Linked DNA regions of Gossypium hirsutum: region 2 is linked to region 1. Evidence: chromatin contacts called from public Hi-C data. All regions are on one chromosome and are shown on one strand. Each heading gives the region's core, a stretch centred on a gene start, on an enhancer-like site or on the middle of the called end of the contact. The rest is flanking DNA. Distances are from core to core; before and after follow the strand shown.

Region 1 (5,006 bases), core at 1,355-3,854:
ATCAGAAAGCTTTGTGTTTAATGATGCAAAGTTAATGATTTTCAAATAACTTCATTTATGGGCTTAAGCAAACTTCTCGTCAATAATATTACAAATTTTACCAAATGATTATCTCATTCGATTTAGAGATGAATTTTATTAATAATCATATATACCAAAAGTTTAGTGAGAGTAAGGTTCTATATGTTAATGACATACTGTTTGTCAATAATAAGTATAGCCTCAATCAATGCCCTAAGAATGATTTTGAGATTACAAAAATGCATTAGATTTTTTACATTTTAGCAGTGGAAAGTCTATTGTACGTTCAGGTTTGTATACATTGGAATATTATGTACACTATTAGGATGTTAGGCAAATATTTTAAGCAACCCTGGTTTGGAACATTGGATAGCATCTAAGAGGGTTATAAGGTATTTTTAGAAAACAAAAGATTACATGCTTAGATATCGGAGGTCTAATTAGTTAGAGATCATCAGATATATAGACTCCGATTTTGATGGAATATGGATACAAGATTTTGTCACTAAGGTGCAAATTGTGAAAACAAATTGCAGTCTTTTATTCCAATAGCAATAGGAGCACATCAAAGTAAAAACACATAAACTTTGAGTTCCTAGTTATTAAAGTAAAAGTTCAGAGTGGTTAGGTGCTTATAAAGCATATTAGGACAAACTCCATGATTGCGGATATGCTTACTAAGGAACTACACCTAAAGTTTTATAAGAGCACACTACCTATATGGGTGTAATGTCATTTAAAGGATATTTGGTTTTAGTAGGAGTTTGTACTTTTAAATGCTTTTATGTTATAGACACATTTTCAGTTATTTCAGTTTAAAGATATTAAGTTTATTTTTTGCAGAAATAAAATTTATTTGGTTTATTCACACTTTGATTTTGGTAAGGTTTGATCTCACTAAATAGGATCAGTTGGAAATAGACATGTTTAGATCATATTGCATATAATTCCCATGCTACACATCCATACTTGATCTATGTCATTTGGTTGTGTAAATATACGTGACCATGGATGGATTTAGTTACTATATATGTAAGGAAAGTCGCCTTGGTTCTATGTTAACATAATTAATGGACAAGATTGTTCGGAATACCTTTTGGATATGATAGTAAAATTTTGAGCTCATAAGGTTATATAATGACATGTAATTATAGAGTAATTAGTATATATATGTGCTCCAAGTGGGGGATTGTTGGAAAATATGGACATCACATATATAATAAGGATAATTACATGTTATTATTTACTATCATGATAGGTTAGCTCGAATAAAAGTGATCTAATTTGATTAAAGTTTTATCAGGCTTGAATTATTAAATAAAGTATGGGTCAAATATGTGTAGATACTCTAGTAATTGAGTTCTAATCAAATTCTAATTAATGATGGGTTAATTAGGAATTAGAACTAATATGCCAAGGTTATACATATTAGGATTATGGTCCCTAAATTACACAACAATATATCTTTTCTAATATCTCATCCTTAGAAAAGAGAGAGCAAATATTCTCTGAATTTTTTGTGTGGTAATTTGGAAGATCAAATCCCCAAGATCCGAAAAAATTTCAAGGAATTCAAGGATTTAGGTACGCTTTTGCATCTAGTTTTGTTCTTGATTTATTCTTGATGATTTGACATGATATATCCTGGTTTATTAAGTTTTATTTTTAGACTTATTTTACAAACCTAACACTGGTTTATTGTCGAAACAAAGCATTTCGGTTGATACTGGAATGAAATTGACCACCTTAATCTTAGGAAGTTAAAACTCTAATATATGAATGGCTTGTTCTAGGTAGAACATAACTAAGAGCACTTATCTTTGTTCAATTTAGGAACTTGTGTTTTGAGTACATTTTTGTGAGTAAATTCAAGCGAGACACTTGCTTTACAACTAAACTTTCAAGGGGAAAGATTTAGGGTTATTTTTCATTACTTTTGAAAAATGGTTTTGAAAAGTGATATGAAAAAATGTTTTTAAAAAATTTGGCTTAAAATTAAAGTGTTTAGTATTACTGTCAAAAAATATTTTTGAAAAATAAAATATCTATTTCAGACATGATATTGTAAAGTAAAAATATGCATTAAATAATGTATAAATTTGTTAATATTATGATACTTTAATAAGGATATAAAAAATAATTTATTGTAACTCATTTATTAATATTTTGATATATGAAATATAAATTTAAATATTTTAAAATTCAATTTGAATATATAAACTATATTTTACATATTAAAATATAATCATTTAAAATTTAAATATATAATATTATATACTTGAAATAAATTTCAATAGAAAAACAATTGTATACCGAAAATAAATATTACATAAAATACAGAATGGATCATAAGTTAAAGTTAAATTCTTAAAAAAAAAGGTTAAAAATGTCATTTAACTCCAAACGCGAAAACTACTTATTTAAAATTGTTTATGATTCGTCGATTGAGTCTTAATTCGATTGGTATAGATATTATTACTAATGCAAAAAGACGTGAGTTTAAGTGCACTGAAGCAAAAAGAAATATTAGGTGTAATAAAGATCCAAATAAATACTAACGGTGGTTGTATTGTAGCAAAGGTTTCATTTAGAACAAGAAGCCCATTCTCAAAGAGCCCAATTTTAAAGGAGGAAAATAAAATAAGAATATTGCAGATGCTGAAGTAAAGAAAGATTCACTCTGTCAAAGTCTTTAGGGCTCCTTCCAAAGACACGGAGTCTTGATTTGGATACGCTCTAACATTTGTCCGTACAGATAATTCATACTAAAGATTTAACCGGAAACCAAAGCCATGGAAATGTCCAACGATCTCGATAGGTTGCTCTTTTTCGAGCAAGCTCGTAAAATTTCCGAGGCTACTTACGCTTCCAATCCTCTCGATGCCGATGTTCGCTTTCTGCTTCCTTCGATCTTTTCTTTTTCTAATTAAAATGATTTTTTGGCTATTGTTTAAAATCTTGTTTTCTTGGCAGAATTTGACCAGATGGGCCGGAGCTTTACTGGAGTTGTCTCAGTTTCAAAGCGTTCCAGATTCTCAGAAAATGATTCAAGGTTCTTTAATATATATATATTTTTTGAATCCAATAATTTGTTTTATTGGCTATTGAAATTTATTGTAATTGGTAAAGCAACTAATTTAGATTAGATATGAATTTTTTTCTTCTTTAAATAGATGCTATTTCGAAACTAGAGGAGGCTTTATCTATTAACCCTAGAAAGCATGATGCTTTATGGTGCTTGGGAAATGCTCAGACTTCTTTTGCGTTTCTGACTAACAAGGAGGACGAGGCAAGGCCTTATTTCGAAAAGGCTGCTCAATATTTCCAGCAAGCAGTCGATGAGGTAATTTAATTTTCATTTAGTAAATGTTGGTCGCCATAGTTTTGATTCTGACTATGTATATACTTTCTTGACATGTTTGCTTTGTGATGCATATATGTAGGACCCGAGCAATGACATTTACCTTAAGTCTTTAGAAATATCTGCCAAGGTATTTCCTCTCTCTTTTCTTTATATTGGGTTAATGAATCTTGGGTAATGCTCCGTGTTTCTTGTGATATATATCTTTTAATAGCTACTACAACTTATTGTATTTTGTTGTGAAAATGTGGCGTGGACCTTGTTTAATATTGATGGGAGGAATGTATTATATTTCATTACTTCTTAGATGGATTTGTAGTGATACATATATTAGGAAATGTTAACTGTTGATTAGTTTGTAAACGGTCAATTGATTAGAAATTTTGCGCTTAAAGCCTGTGAGGGGAGGTATCAAGTTCAAAGTTCAAAATGAGCCGTATGCAGTTTGTTCTTTGTGGTCCTCCTTACTTTTATTTCACTCGAGTGCATTTAATTGTTTCTGTATTAAAAGCATCCTTTTCTTTTTCCTCAGGCTCCAGAATTACACCAGGAAATCATTAAGCATGGTTTAGGTCAACAGACGCTTGGGGCTGGACCTTCTACTTCTACTTCCTCCAATTCAACAAAGGCAATCTTCTTAGTTTTTTCCCTTTATGTTTCCCTTCTTCATATCTGCACTTTCCCTTCCCCTTCTTTTTCTCCTATAATCTCTATGTGGCTTGTGTTGTAATGTGCTGCTTAATAGATTGATTATTTTGCACTATTTACATATGCGTTTTAAAAGATCAAGGTTAGTTAGTTGGTCTTTAGTCTTTGTTTTCTGTTGATTTACATTTGATATCTTCTATATTTTCTGAGGAAGAAGTCAGAACGTTCTATGGATTGCAGTCATATTATGGTTAATTTAAGGGATTTACTCTTTTATGTATAACATGCATCATATTCAAGTGCATGCCCAAGCCCCTTAGAGCGGGTTCTGGCCTATGGTTTCTGTCTTTTATTATAGAATTATTGCTTTGAGAGATATGTAGCTTAGTTTGATGGTTATTATTTATATTTCTTTAGAGATCTGAGTGTGAGAAATTGTGCATGAGAGGTTATTTTTCGACATTAGGTTTGATTGGTGAAGGAGAGCTGATGCAGAGTGGTAATCAATTAATCTTTAAGATTAGAGTAGGATGAGATGAAATTGCTTTGGAGAAATGTGTGACATCTAATCACAAGAGAAATTTATACTGTGGCAAAGGACCAACAATGCTTTATGTCAATATGCATCAGGCAGTTAGAAACATAGCATGACTGAAATGAGGAAAGCAGCTGTAGCAGGGTGTAATTTAGGAGAATGCTTTTGGTGATTGAATCATGTATGATGTAGATGTTGGATCTTTTGTATGCCGGCGTCATTTTGTTTTAATGGAAGCAATGTAGAATGGAGAGGGATAAAGCATGCAAAAGATCTGACATACAGTTGCACATATTGTTGAAAGGAGTCTACATCATAGTATAAACATCAATCCAGTGTGATGGAGATAAAGGGTTCATGTAACTCACTCGTGGGATTCTGATCTGAACTAGTGGATTTTCTCCATTTCCTGTGAAATTCTTTTTGCGCCGAATAAGAGGA
Region 2 (5,006 bases), core at 1,102-3,601, 610 kb before region 1:
AACATGTTCATTACCGTTACAAAGTCTTCCAGAATTAGTAAACGACTGCTGTGAAGCCTATGAAATTGAGTTAGGGTATCATCGTTGTGGAGAGGGATCGCTGAAATGAGTACATGTCTCAGCTCAGTGAAGACCACTCAGTTGGAAATCAAAACCATCACCAAGTTTACTTTGGACTCGTATATACTTCCCTCGATTCAGGTGAATATTGCAACACAGATTTGAAATAATGGTCTATACCTTTTTGCGTAGAGAAAAGTAGTAAAACACCGATGGGTTCTCCCGGCTGTAGCTTTTTAATTGGTACAGCTGCTTGAAAATAGCGAGCAGGGGAACCTCGTTGTGCTAGCAGCAATCAATGAAGTATGCTACCACATTCCACTAGGAGAAACCCAAAAGTTGACCAGGGGCAATTTTGTAGTCCCTGAGCAGGCTGTAGAAGAAAGGGTGCAACGACAGATAGAACCCAGCCTTGAGTGCGTGAAGGGGAGTAGGAAGTTATCCTCGATGGTTACACTTAGCCTGTAGGGACCCTCTGGAATGGAAAATTCATATGCGGAGTGGGGAATCTTTATCCCTCGTATGACCAAAACTCACTGCATTTCCTCCATTTTCGTAATGCAGGTATAGAAGTTAACTGTCACCAAAACCTTAGGTGATCGTTCTCGCTGTAGATGGCTTTGGATTATTCGGTTACCGATTCCCCTCATTCTCATCATGATTTGAGTAAAAGAAGAAAATGAAAATTTACGAAGCAAAAGTAAGTTCTCCGAAGTTACCTTGAATCTGATTGTTGAAAATACTAGAAGTGAGGGGCTTAAGGCTCTGTAGATCCCCTTTTTAGAAGGGGTTTCTCTTCCCACATTTTGACGTTTTACATGATCATGAAAGATCAATGATTCAGATGCAAGCAAACGGAAACGGTTCAAATGCCAACGGTCAGATGCAAGTAGACAAAACTTATTCGTACATGCGGCAGAACATGCGTTGCGCATCACAGCTCGTAGCATACCCAACAAGCTGCATTTAAACTTGATGTAATACATCTAATAAGCGTCACTTTGTAACCCTCCTGAGGCCCACTGGGGGATTAGATTGTTATACATTAGTAATCACCGACCCGAATTCCAGTTAAGATCCGGGTCACCTATCAGCAACCCACCAGATGGATTAATTTGAGGCGAACAACGAAAGAATAGCAATGGGGCTTACGGTCTTTGTTCGCATGTTACCAAGGAGCTCGTAGGATGAAAATTGCATGCTCTAGCCGGCGACCCAGAATGGAACACATGTCCAGCATGCCCAAGGTCCGCTCAGAGGGTCGGTCCTAAGAATAGTGGGGTTAGGTCATAAACAGTAAGATCATGTCATGAACAGTAATAGTATGTATAAATATTCGAATATTCTTATTAATAAGATATGAGACAAAATTACTCAACATAAATATTACTCAACATAGGAATTTAACATTCTAAACAATGCTAAAATTTGGTACTATAGAAGTAATCTTACAACCACAGTTAGATAATGTAAGATTCTCAAAGTAATATTAATTTTATCACAATTTTACTATTTCTTTTTATAAGTTTTATTTAATTAAATAAAATAGATTGGCTTTAATTATATTAATATTTATATATTTAAATTTGATCTGCTTTAATTATACAAAACTTTATTCATGACTTTACATTTGAATTGAGAATATGCATATTTATTATATATATTTTTAAATATTCATAAATGCAATTGATTTTTTTAGAAAAAATAAATATATTTTAAAAGATATATGCTATTTTATTAATCTTATTATAAAATTCAGAAATTTATCACAAATATTTTGCATGCTAATAATGTCTAAAATTATTTCAGTTATTTTACTTATACATGGAAAAAATATTATAATAAAGGCAATCTAGTAGTATATTTTCAAGTAATCTAACATTAAAATCTTAAGTTCCCACCACGTTAATAAAATAAGATAATGTAATTTATCCTAATTAATTTTATATTTTAACAATCTCATTATCATTTTGTCATAAGTAATTTTTTATTTAAAAAATTCAAAAAAATTGAAAAATATTTTATAAAATTCAAAGATGAATGTATGTAAGAGGTCCCTATAGTCAAATTAATCCCTCTACTATTACATGAATCAAATTGATCTCTATACTATTAAAAAAAATCAAATAAAGTTAAATTGAAATAAATTTAATATTTATAAAAATTTTATGGTAAATGAACTTCTTTTTAATTGAACAGAACTTGAAAATTTTAGAGATATTTGTATGCTGTAAATGTTAATTCTATTATACTTTCGACTTATTTGAATCTTTTTAATAGAAGAGGGACTAAATTCATCAAAAACATAATTTCGGCCTTATGGTTTATTACCGGGCCTTCCTACTTAGGCCTGACTTGATCTATTAGCAACCTCTCGATCGTTGTTCTCCTTTTCAATTTTTCTTCTTTCCTTTGTGTTCGTACTAGAGGCAGAGATCCAAAGAGGAAGCTCCGATTGCTGTAAAACAATGGCGGATTACCATTTCGTTTACAAAGACGTCGAAGGAGCTTCCACTCAATGGGATGATATTCAAAGAAAGCTTGGGAATTTACCCCCAAAGCCACCAGCTTTCAAGCCTGACCCTTTTGAACCCGCACCTGACCCGGATTCCGTCCCTAAGGACAAGTCTTGGATCGATGAAAAGACTGAAGAAGAGCTTGAAGAAATCGAAGATGATGTCGATGATGATAGATTCCTTGAAGAATACAGGTTTACTCTTTTAACTCTTTTTTTTTTGTTCAGATTTAATTTCGAGGATTAAGACTTTATTGATTCTTTTTAATTGAATTAATAGATGCTTTCGTTCATTTAGATAAACTTTTTAAATATATCAGTTGAAAGGATAGTTTTCATATTCTATAGCTTGTAAAATGGATGAAAAATAAAGAGTTAGTTTTTATTTAACTTAAAAGATGATACCAGGTTGATTATTAATTTTGTAACAGATTTATGATTGATTGAACTTTTTCCTAGTGATTGAATTCATTGGAATCTGGGTTTTCATTGATATCTATGTTTCTGAAGTTCAATTGACAAAATGGTGTTGTTTTGATAGAAAGAAGAGGCTGGCTGAGATGAGGAAAGCTGTTAAGATTTCAAAGTATGGATCGGTTATGCCAATTTCCGGATCCGATTTTGTACGGGAGGTTTCGCAAGCTCCTCAGGATGTCTGGGTTGTTGTCATTCTCTACAAAGAAGGGTATTAACATTTGAAACAGTTGGATCTCTTTTTATGCTAACATTAGTTATTAAAATTGTAACAATTATGTTTCTTTGTATGCATCGAAATAGGCATCATAGAATCTTTATGCTCATCATAATATATTATTCCTCTTCTTGTTCCGGTTTTCCGTTATTGATGGGCTTTATTTGCTTAGTGCAATGTTTGGTGCTTTCTGCATCTTCAAGTGTTGGTCATTCTAACCAAGTCATTCCCCTTTTCTTTGCTCGATATTATATGGATGTCAATGAAATTCAATAGGAACTGTGTACTGGTTTATAAATGCGAATAAATCCACGACTTGTGAACCATGAAATTTATAAATGATCTTTCTTCCATAACTTTTGCATCGATGTTGCACATTTCCCTTGTCTTTGCTCTATATTCTATAGTTATCTTCAAAATTCAATAAACTTAGAATGAAAACTGAGACTTGGAACCATGAAATGTATGGATGCTCATGCTCATATAAAATTGGTGTTAATGCCATGCTGTTAAGTTTAAGAGAGTTGACAGGTTCCTTGCATTGACTGATTTTCTTCTTTACCGACATCTCTTATAGATTTCCAGAGTGTGGGCTGCTCTTGCAGTGTTTGGAAGAATTGGCAGTTAAATACCCTGCAACAAAGTTTGTCAAGATAATATCTACAGATTGCATTCCTAACTACCCAGATCGTAATCTTCCCACACTCTTGGTGTATAACAACGGAGCGGTGAAAGCAAATTATGTAGGCTTGCATAGTTTTGGCCGCAGATGCACGCCTGAAGGTTTGCTATATGTGAAGGAAATCACTTGTTTTTTAAATAAATTATGTTTACTGCTCTTCGATCCTTGTTTTGCACATTTCTTCGTCTTTCTTTTGCTTTTCAGCCATTTTAATTGAAATTCCATATCTCAATCCGATTTCAACATAATTTTGTTCCTCATTTGTATGTGATATAGGTGTGGCCTTAGTTCTTTGTCAATCAGATCCTGTACTGAATGATGGTCAAAGTGGGAGCAATGCATCTGTTCTCGAAGGAGTTCGAAAGAGGTTCATAGAGAAAGTTGTTACGGAGCATGAAGATCATGATGATGACGGGTCTTCAAGTGATTGAATGTTTGGTCAGTTGATTTTATTTCTTTTGATTGGTAAAAGAATGATTACCATTGACAGAGAGTGGCTTCTTTGCTGCTTCAGGAACAAATGGTATTGTATTTGTTATAACATCTTTATCATGTTTCCAACAAATTGGGATGCAATTCTTAGCTCCAATTCTCAATTTCGCATTGAAAACCGATACCGTAAATCAGGCAGGGCATTGACTTTGCAACCCAGTATCAAGCGTTCAAACTACGTCAAGACAAAGAAGTAAAGCTCTACAAGCATCTATACAAATACAATTCTATCAATTCTCTCTAGTTCATCTCTATTTATCTATCTTTCTGGTTGTTTGCCGAATATAGCCTCCCTTGTTACAAGCTTAATTCCTCGCACCCATAGCTCTGCCATTTCTAACCCACCTTCGCACATAAAATGGACCTCTTTGTTCTTAGTGGTCACTACTCGAAACACTCCGGGCTCATTAGCGTTGCCCTTTCCACTCCTGTTTCTTTCAAAGGCTTGGCTCGGCCCTAGTTCTGCCTCTCGGCATATCACATTCCGTTTTCTTGACTTTCCCCATTGCAGCACCCCAGTAGTTCCCACCATTTTCATTTGTTTCCCATGTGGATTTCCTTTTCCT

The links. Hi-C and Micro-C count contacts between places; a contact is called where the count stands out from the background.
Region 2: a contact with region 1 is called in a Hi-C map of leaf, with 5 times the contacts expected there. The contact joins the promoter of LOC107957008 here to the promoter of LOC107957043 in region 1. A contact is called at or near these places in 2 of 34 Hi-C or Micro-C datasets (both in leaf).

What each region holds. Positions count from the first base shown.
Region 1 is chrA05:84,371,996-84,377,001 of Gossypium_hirsutum_v2.1, reverse strand. It overlaps LOC107957043 (mitochondrial import receptor subunit TOM20), which reads left to right and starts at 2,604. Exons shown (of 6, transcript XM_016892476.2): 1 at 2,604-2,909; 2 at 2,995-3,073; 3 at 3,195-3,364; 4 at 3,465-3,512; 5 at 3,915-4,010. The coding sequence starts at 2,814.
Region 2 is chrA05:84,977,904-84,982,909 of Gossypium_hirsutum_v2.1, reverse strand. It overlaps LOC107957008 (phosducin-like protein 3), which reads left to right and starts at 2,351. Exons shown (of 4, transcript XM_016892436.2): 1 at 2,351-2,770; 2 at 3,117-3,260; 3 at 3,844-4,049; 4 at 4,225-4,530. The coding sequence starts at 2,529. The coding sequence ends at 4,379. LOC107957009 (a long non-coding RNA gene) reads left to right here. Exons shown (of 10, transcript XR_005926775.1): 8 at 1-201; 9 at 625-760; 10 at 892-1,431. LOC107957007 (ankyrin-3) reads right to left here. Exons shown (of 4, transcript XM_016892435.2): 4 at 4,458-5,006. The coding sequence ends at 4,700.